Regions from separate parts of the Mus musculus genome. Here all the other regions are linked to region 1. Evidence: chromatin contacts called from public Hi-C and HiChIP or PLAC-seq data. All regions are on one chromosome and are shown on one strand. The core of a region is the stretch at or near the end of the contact, and the rest is flanking DNA. Distances in the headings are between cores, read along the strand shown. Region 1 overlaps Gsap (gamma-secretase activating protein). Region 2 overlaps Rsbn1l (round spermatid basic protein 1-like). Region 3 overlaps Fbxl13 (F-box and leucine-rich repeat protein 13).

Evidence for each region. Hi-C and Micro-C count contacts between places; a contact is called where the count stands out from the background. HiChIP or PLAC-seq counts read pairs in DNA pulled down with a chosen protein or histone mark.
Region 2: a contact with region 1 is called in an H3K27ac HiChIP or PLAC-seq map of large pre-B cells, with 3 times the contacts expected there. The contact joins two enhancer-like sites. A contact is called at or near these places in 1 of 15 datasets of contacts at CTCF or cohesin (the NIH/3T3 cell line), 5 of 484 Hi-C or Micro-C datasets (CD8 central memory T cells, adipose-derived mesenchymal stem cells, embryonic fibroblasts and 1 more), 4 of 115 datasets of contacts at active chromatin or transcription factors (CD8 T cells, effector CD8 T cells, large pre-B cells and 1 more) and 1 of 9 other capture datasets (liver).
Region 3: a contact with region 1 is called in a Hi-C map of embryonic stem cells, with 4 times the contacts expected there. The contact joins two enhancer-like sites. A contact is called at or near these places in 3 of 39 promoter capture datasets (the C10 cell line, embryonic stem cells and pre-B cells), 8 of 15 datasets of contacts at CTCF or cohesin (CD8 T cells, the NIH/3T3 cell line, embryonic stem cells and 3 more), 177 of 484 Hi-C or Micro-C datasets (the 63-12 cell line, the AML12 cell line, the AtT-20 cell line and 91 more), 16 of 115 datasets of contacts at active chromatin or transcription factors (the HPC-7 cell line, the NIH/3T3 cell line, T-cell acute lymphoblastic leukemia and 8 more) and 3 of 9 other capture datasets (adipose tissue, embryonic stem cells and liver).

What each region holds. Positions count from the first base shown.
Region 1 is chr5:21,259,421-21,262,705 of GRCm38.p6, forward strand. All of the region lies in intron 19 of Gsap (gamma-secretase activating protein), which reads left to right. Among named protein-coding and RNA genes, the nearest start is that of Gsap, 75 kb to the left of the region's middle. Within about 2 kb of position 1,496, at least 28 of the 459 cell types and tissues checked have an H3K27ac peak or open chromatin away from gene starts, as enhancers often do.
Region 2 is chr5:20,931,230-20,934,336 of GRCm38.p6, forward strand. The region is part of intron 1 of Rsbn1l (round spermatid basic protein 1-like); the gene reads right to left. Among named protein-coding and RNA genes, the nearest start is that of A630072M18Rik, 18 kb to the right of the region's middle. Within about 2 kb of position 1,597, at least 97 of the 459 cell types and tissues checked have an H3K27ac peak or open chromatin away from gene starts, as enhancers often do.
Region 3 is chr5:21,589,132-21,592,074 of GRCm38.p6, forward strand. The region is part of intron 7 of Fbxl13 (F-box and leucine-rich repeat protein 13); the gene reads right to left. Among named protein-coding and RNA genes, the nearest start is that of Lrrc17, 47 kb to the left of the region's middle. Within about 2 kb of position 1,475, at least 3 of the 459 cell types and tissues checked have an H3K27ac peak or open chromatin away from gene starts, as enhancers often do.

The DNA.
Region 1 (3,285 bases), core at 246-2,745:
GTAATGAACTGTAATGATTCTCCTGAATTGGCATGTCATTTATTTGATCAATCTTCTGGTTTTGAGCAGAAGACATTATACAAACATTTTCTGGGAAAATAACTTGGTAGTAAGGTGGTTGCCTCACATATGTGAGATCACAGGTGGAATCCCTAGAAATACACTTTTTTCTTTTATCCAGTAAAGATAATATTTCATTTTTGTATATTCTTATACATATAGTTTTTCTATTGGTTTATCCCTCTAAGGTTCAAGGTTGAGTATGTCTTATGGTAAAACACTATGACTTTTTTATAGCTTTGATTTCTTCTTCGAAACTAATATTCAATAAAAGTTGTGGTAATCTACATGGTCAAAAAGATATAGGGGGCTGAAGAAATGACTCTGGGGTCAAGAGCACTGCTGCTTTTCCGAAGGACCCAGTTTAGTCCCCAGGTCCCATACCACATGGCTCACAGTGACCTTTGACTCCATTCCAGGGGATCCCACACCCTCTTCTGGCCCCCATTAGCACCCACATATGTGTGCCGTGCACACAGAGAGATGCACATACATATACATAAATCTAAGAACAAAAGAATTTAGGTAGGAGTTTATTGCAACCTTATCAACATTGTGTGTTTTCATTTTAAAAGTAGAAGGGTAACAAGAAAGTTCTTTTTGTCTTTTGTCCTAATTGGCTTACTTACTGACCATTAGTAAGTGTACTCTGACTACACCTCCTCTCTCCTGGCCAAGTCAAGGAAGGGAGGACAATGTGAGATGGAACAGCCCCTCCCGATGTGACATGTGCTCAGTCTAGGGTTGGAGTCCAGGTGTGTCCCCTCAGATTCAGATGTTGAAGTCCTGATCCCTGGTGTGATGGCTTTAGGAGGGGACAACTACGGCCTTATGATTTGGATTGGTCATTATTGTTTTTTTAAAATAATGAAACCAAGCTCAATGCTTCCTACCTTATGATGTCACAAGGAAGACAGGACGGTGTCCCAGTTTCAAGAACTGGAGAACAAATGTTCGTCATTTACAAGCCATTAGTTGATGGTGCCTCATAGGAGCTGACTTGGGGACATGTTGGGGCAAGTACACCTGCTTAAGGCAAAAAGCTTCCTCTCTTTGTAAATGGCTTACCAAATAATCTTAAAAATAATATAAAAAGCATGTCTTGGGGAGGGAGCTAGAGAGATGGCTCAGTGGTTAAAAGAGTTGCTGTTTTTTTCCGAGGACCTGGGTTCAGTCCCGGTACTTACATGGTGTTTCGCAACTGTCTGTAGCTCCAGTTCTAAGGACCTGCCACCATCTTCTGGTCTCTCCAGGTAGCAGGCACGCATGCGGTACACATACACCTATATACCTGCAGGCAAACATGCAGATACGTTTTTTAAAAATGTTTAAAAGCTCTATTTGTTTTTTTTAAAAATTGCCATACGGGACAAGGACGATGCTGTAAAGAAATGTTGTCAAGACTGACCTTCCTCAGGAGGGCTTTGATCCTTAGTAAGCTATCGGCTGCCCAGGGGAAGCAGCAACTTGCGTAAAAGGCTAAAAATAGCTCCTAATTTTATAGTGAGAAGAGAAATCACGAAAACTATTTAACCACAGGAAACCAAAGAGGGAAACTATAGCTTACTCAAATATATGGGTAAAGAAGAGAGTCTGCTTCAAGTAGAGGACTGGGCAGTTTTACCAAAGTAGTTCTGTCTCTCTCTCTTTCTCTCTCTCTATGTCTCTCTATCTCTGTCTCTCTGTCTCTGTTTCTCTGTCTCTCTCTTTTTCCTCCCTCCCTCCCTCCCTCTCTTCCCCACTTCCTCTGTCTCTCCTTCCTCAGCCTCCCAAGGGCTGAGATTCCAAGTGTGCACCACATGCCTGGCTCAAAATCAGATGTTGTTAATTTATTTAATCACGTGTTCAGAGATTCCTGAGTAGCTGACCTGGAGACTGGGAAGGCCAGGAAGACGTGACTCCCTCCTGCTTAGGGCATGAGCTGTGACTCCTGCAGTCTTTCAGGTACAGGGCTACTGAGCAGCTGGGAAGAGGTTGTTTGCCACCTCCTGAGCATCTGGTGGAGGGTGCCACCTGGGCTCTTTATCCAGACTTTGCTTGTACCTCTTCATTCAACATGTTTGGAAGCTGCTTTAACTAGACAGGGCAAGAAGCACAGAAGGCACTAATTCCACCGTGCAGACAGATACCATTGTTTGCTGGCAATCTGAAATACTGGCACATCCACAATGTAACAGCTCGCTGCTCTGAGCCTTTAGAGCTGTTGCTCTGGGGAAAAGGAAGCCCTGTTCCAAGCTGGTTCTGGGGGTGGGGGTGGGGTTAGGATTTTCTAAAGTTTGGATTGCATCTGTGTCCTGGGAGAGTGAATTAGTTACAGTGAGAGTTCCATTAATGTCGTGAACATAATTTTATGATACCACGAAGCAGCATGATTTATCATTCATAGAGCCTCGGAGCAGTGAGCTAATTCCTGCCATTTTTTGTAGAGGGTGGATAGCCAGACTCCCTACCTACTAGCTATAAAGCTGAGAACCAGACCCAGCTAGAAAATTATTTCTATTCCTTTCTTATCAGTCACTCTGAGCTTCAAGAAAGCTAAATGTGAGTTAGACGGCCATAATTATAGATTACATTTAAAATTGTCCAGCCTATAAAAAAACCAAAACAGAATGGCTGATAAAACTCCCTAGTTGGGTCAGGGAAGTGGACTTTTTGCCGGATCCTGGAGCAGGAGGAAGCTTAGCTATATCCTGAGACTTGAATGAGATAGCTGTGTGCTTGCAGCTCTCTTAGTGTTCAGCCTCGGGAATTTCAGTTGTCTGCCACCTGTGGGGATGCTCCCACATAACGCTCTTAGATGCTGCCTTTCGAACTTCTGTCCACAAAGACATTTGCTATTGCACTTTATATATGGTAGACATGATGCACACATTGCTGGGTTTCTCTGGAGAGCAAGCAGAAATGGGTCCCGAGATGCGAGTCACTGAAGATCCTAGGAAGACTGACATGTTAGCCCTGCTCTTTGTCCTGTACGGAGAGTAAAGGGGTCTCTCAGACTGGGCCTCCTTCCCAAGATGCTGATTAATCAACAGAGGTAGGACCAAAGCCAGTGTCTTTGAGACACTGATGGTGAGAGGCAGATGTTTATTGCTGGCAGTGGTTTGCAGATGAGCCATTACCACAGGCTCATTTTGCTCTGTTTCTGGATCAAATTCCTTAATGTAGCTGGTCCTTTTGTGTAATTGATAGTTGTGACTGGTTGTGTGTGGTGATTGCTTTATGGCA
Region 2 (3,107 bases), core at 347-2,846, 330 kb before region 1:
AGACATAGGAAAATGTACATGAGCATTACTAACTGAAAGAATACAGTGTAAAATGCCACATGCTACATAACTTTAACAACACAGCAATCTAGAAAAGCCTGGAGCTTGATTGCCAGCCATTCTAAAAAAATTGGCAAGCCTTAGGATCCAGTGAGAAAATCTGTCCCATAAAAATAAAAAAACAGTTTAAAAAAAAAGTAAGGGCCACCAAGATGGCTTACGTGTAAGGCACCTGACCACACTGACCTCACATGAAGGTACAAAGTGAGAACCACGCCCACCGAAGCTGTCCCTTATCTCCACACAGAAACCACAGCATGTGCATGCCTGCACTCACACTAGCAAAAACAATAAAATATGGTGGCTCCCAAAGCATGACACCCAGAAGGACATCTGGCCTCCCCATGCATGCACACAAAACAAACAACAAAAACTGTCTAGAACAGATAGAAACTAGATAAAATATTCCTGAAATAGTACATGAAAACAGAGAGACTATCATATGTATATGTATGCATATATGAATACACACCTATCTATCTATCTATCTATCTATATTTTTTCACATGCACACACATTCAAATATCCATCCACATAATCAGATATTTAAACAAGGGAACTTTATATATATATGTGTAAATATATATGTAATATAATTACATATACATATAATATTGTATATTATACTGATAGGTAATATGTAATATGTATATTATATCATGTATATCTTTTAAAAGTGTTGATTTCCAAGTTGTTCTTTGCTAAACAGTGGAGTGATCAGTCACTCAAGAACTAGAACAATGAACTCTGCTCAAGAAAATACAGTAGTAAACAAAAAGTAAAGTAAGGCAGGGCAAGGGGTGGGGGCTCACACCTCTAATCCCAGCACTTGGGAGGCAGGCAGATAGATCTCTGAGAGTACAAGACCAGCCTGGTCTACAAAGCGAGTTCCAGGACAGTTAGGGTTGCAGGAGAAATTCTGTCTCAAAACAAAAAACAAAAACAAAACCCAAAAATGAAAAATAAAGTAAATAAAAGTAGAGGACATGCGCACCCGCCTTAGAAGGCGGCCAGTCTACATTAAGTACAAACAGGATGACAACAAAACAGGACTCCCAAGAACAGTACTCAGGACCAACCCAGCCCTATAGAAGAGCATCTCTGAGCCTGGAGGTGCTGGCGCACGCCTTTAATCCCAGAACTTGGGAGGAAGAGGCAGGTGGATTTCTGAGTTCGAGGCCAGCCTGGTCTACAGAGTGAGTTCCAGGACAGCCAGGGCTACACAGAGAAACCCTGTCTCAGAAAAAACAAAACCAAAAAACAAAAAAGAAGGGCATCTCTGATCTGGATAAGTTACATCTGCAAACACATTATAAAAATTACAAACACTGGTTATTTGACTAAGATATGGGAAATGAGAGAAATAAGCTGAATTAGGGGTTGGGGACATAGCTCAACTGATAAAGCACTTCCCCAAAATGCACACAGCCCTGCATCAACCCCCAGCACAGGTAAACCACATGTGGTGGCTCACATCTGTAATCCCGACACTGAGGAGAGAGGCGGAGACAGGAAGATCACTCTATCCCATGACCCACACATTTAGAAAAAAGGAAGTTCTTTTAACAGCTTCACTAGTTGCTTGCTGGGGAAACAACTCAACAATAAAAGAACTTACTGCTTTTTCAAAGGACCAAAGCTCAAATTCCCAGTACCCACATGGTAGTTCACAGCAATCTCTAACTCCAGTTCGGAGAATCCCACAAGAATGCACGTGGTATACATATGTACATGCAGGGAGAATATTTATACACATAAAGTAAAATATATAGATCTGAAAGAAAAAACTAAAAGGCTCATTAGAATTTTATTTGAGCATCATAAAATTTCAAACTGAGCCCGGCAGTGGTGTTACACGCTTTTAATCCCAACACTTGGGAGGCAGAGGCAGGTGGATTTCTGAGTTTGAAGCCAACCTGGTCTATAGAGTGAGTTCCAGGACAGCCAGGGCTACACAGAGAAACCCGGTCTCGGAGGAAGGAAAAAAAAAAAAAATCAAACTGGAAGCTCTTATGAAATACAGAAAAATCCATTCTAAAGCTTTCAGCTATTATATATTTTGAAGCAAAAATTCAAATAGGATTCATATTATCAATTCTAACTATCCTGACTGAGCCTTAAGTCAAGACCCTCATAATGAAGTTCATGAAATCAACTGATCTGAGCAACCACACTGAAATCTCCCTGTTCCTCCCACATCCAGCTAAGAATAATACATTGTTGGAAATAGATCAGCGAGCAAGCCAGAAAAAGAAGAAAAAATGAAGAAGCAGAATGGACAGTGGATGTGCAAAATGAAATGAAGTAGAAGACAAGGGGACTGGAGAGATGGCTCAGTGGTTAAGAGCACCAACTACTCTTCTGTAGGTCCTGAGTTCAAATCCCAGCAACCACATGGTGGCTCACAACCATTCATTAACAAGATCTGATGCCCTCTTCTGGAGTGTCTGAAGACAGCTACAGTGTACTTACATGTAATAAATGAATAAATCTTAAAAAAAAAAACTTTATAAAAAAAAGAAAGTCAACACATTTATTAAAAAAAATAAGTAGAAGAGAAAGGAGATGAAGGCAACTGAGAAAAGAAAAGAACTCTATGAGCAGGGACGAGGGCAGAGAGGATTTCACACAGCCTCTCCCTGGCACACAGCTAAGAAAAGTTACCAACCCCAGCAAGTCACCCCTTCCCTCTTCAGGGGATAAACACTGGCCTCTCCATCAAATTCTCTCATCGTATTTCAGTGATATTGTAATATACCTACCTAATTCTCACACTCCTGTCATCTAAACCCGAACTTCCCTCTAGAGTCTGTCTTAAGTATCTTTCCTATACTCCTGCAACTTACATGATTAAGTAAGTGACTCTCCAGATATGCCTAGCCAGTCTCTGCCAAACTCCACACCTTCATTCCTTAAGAAATTCTTACAATTTGTCATGGTTCATTGCCTTTCCTGAGGAAGGGTGTGAAGAAGAACAAGGACAACAAGTGCATGTGACATGAAGGCAGAGATAGTTAGTGTAGCAGGAGGAGGCATCAAAAGGGGAG
Region 3 (2,943 bases), core at 225-2,724, 330 kb after region 1:
AATGCTTTTTGCTCTGATATTTTCCTTGAGTACTAACATCTCATTTTTATTCATTTGGCTTACTATTATAATTTAGGTAAATTTTAAAATCTTATGAAAAGACATACTTTAACTAATAAAAGCAATTATCCAGACACTTCACTAGAGATGTCCAACAGTGCATGAGTCCCCACAACATGGCTGCAGAGCCACCAGGAGAGCCTGACTGACCCATAGTGATGACACCTCGGTATCTGGTAGATGGGGGTGGGGAAATCAACCTCTCTGCATCTCTCAGCTCTTCTGGAAAAGGCCCTGGCTGGCATGATATGGGAAGCTCACAGTAAGAGGTGAGACAGGGGCTGGAGAGATGGCTCAATGGTTAAGAGCATGGACTGCTCTTCCAGAGGTCCTGAGTTCAATTCCCATCACCCACATGGTAGCTCACAACCATCTGTAATAGGATCTGATGCCCTCTTCTGGTGTGTCTGAGGACAGCTACAGTGTACTAATGTATATTAAGTAAATAATTCCTTTTTTAAAGGATTTATTTATTTATTATATATAAGTTTCTGGGATATGAACTCAGGACCTCTGGAACAGCAGTCAATGCTCTTAACCGCTGAGCCATCTCTCCAGCCCCAAATAAATAATTCTTAAAAAAAAAAAAAAAAAAGAGGTGAGACAGTTCACCCTTGAAGAGTATTTTACTGTCGACAAACCCCCAGGATCAGATCTGTACCTGGGTAACTGATCTGGTCCAAAAGGACAACAAACTGGATTAGCTTGTACATTATCTGCCATCATATCACTTGAAGAGGCAGGGAGATTGTGAGTTTCAGGACCTCTAGTGTTTATTGAGACTTTCTTTCAATAATAAGTGGATAAATAAATAAATAAACAAGCAAACCTGTTTTCTTCCACAAAATTCACATAGCTACCCCGTAGGAAGATCCTGGGTAACTTATATCTCTGGGTCATCAAAGTTAGAGTCCCTAGAGCTCACCCAGCCCTTGGAAAGGAATATTGCAAGAGGCCCTGATTCTCTCTTTTCTTTTCAGGGATCCTGACATTTCAGGAGAGGTGTCCTGATAATCCAGGCTAACTGTCCCATCTCAAGACCCTTAATCACATCTGAAAAAAGGATTGTGCCATGTAAGGTGGCACATTCAAAGGTTCTCAAGATTAGGACAGAGACACACTTGGGAGGTTCTGTATTGTCCTGTGGAATAGCAAACACTAATTCAAGAAAGCAGGGAAGAAAAGGCCATCAGGAGACTTTAATTCCACGTGCTATGCTTGCTGGACTATGCCAGGGGTCAGCACACTGCTGTTCATTAGATTTCCTTGCATGTCTGAAGGAGCTTACAGTCTCACTTTTGAATAAAAGTCTTAGGAATACTTTCAACTAAGGAGGTGAAAGGTTAGTCCTCAGACCCCATGTGAGGAAACACCTTGACAGGAACTGGAGGTGATTGAAGAATCAGAGCAACAGTCCGTGTCTGTGAACTGGAAGGTGCAGTAACAGTAAGAGGAACTAAACCAGGTTTTTACAACTGCTGGTGATGTAAACACTAAATGCACACAATTGAGACCTTATAAGACAATCCTACCAAAGACACTATGAACAGTAAAAATGCCAAGGTGTCAATTCTACCTAAAGTCTACAGACTCAATCGAATCTGTCAAATTTCCAAAGGCTTCTTGTGTAAAAATGGAAGCCAGTCTTCAAGTTCACATGTAAATGCAAGAGATCTCAAAACAACTTTTAAAAACAACAGCTGGAGAGGTCACATTTCCTGACTTCATACTTAACTACAAAGCTGCAAAAATCAAAACACTAAGTCCCAGAACAGGCATACAGCACATGGGATGGAGAATCCAGAAACAGATACATCCTTCTATGGCTAGACCAAACTATCCTACTGAGGAAAAACAGTTTCTCACTATGCTGGACACTGAAATAGAAAAAAATGGATATGGGACACTCTTCTATACCTACTTCCATAAAAAAATAAAAATAAAAAATTTTTTTTAAAAAACTTACCCCAAATGGATCAAAGACCTAAACAGAAGAACTAAAGCTATAAAATTCTTAGGAGAAAATATAAAGTAAGTCCTATAATATCCAAAGCAAAAGCAACACAGGAAAAGATAAATCAGATTTCATCAAGATGTAAAACTTTCATACATCTAAATATGGAAATAAAGGTAAAACCTTCACATTTTGCTTATGTATTGCCATTGTGTCATTGGGAAGGCCATGTATACCTTTGTGTGTGTGTGTGTGTGTGTGTGTGTGTGTGTGTGTGTGTGTGTGTGGTCTTGCCCAGGTAGGCACATTTAGAGGCAATAGATTGATATTAGGATGTCTTCCTTGACTGCTTCCCCACATTTATTTACTTATTTGCTTGCTTGCTTACTTACTTGCTTGCTTGCTTACGACAGAGTTTTTCAATGAACTTCAAAGACTCCTTTTTGTCTAGACTGCCCAGCCAACTTGTCCCCAGGGTCTGCCCATCTTTGCCCCCAGCACTGGGGTTGCAAATGCACACTACACACAGCTTGCTGGGTTGGTGCTGAGGATCTAAATTCCAGTCTTCACACATGCACACCAAGCTCTTTACCCACTGGGATTCCTTCTCTAGTCTCATTACTATCTGATTTTTATTAGCAAACTTGAAAAGTTTATTTTACCCACATTTTAGGATTAAATCATCCCCAACTATAAGTTCTAATAGGATATTAATTATAGCAACAATAACAGCAAAACACAAATCTAACTGGATCCTATGCATCATTTGGATGTGAAATTCGTGCATGAATGGATTTGGATTTTCACATAACTGCTGTGCTTTGCATGGTTGCTTACCTAGTAACGAAAACTGTATAACGCCTTTCCCAGTGCGTGTGCATTGACACTTGTCCCAGTGTCCAGTGCATTACTCACTCATTAGCTCATGT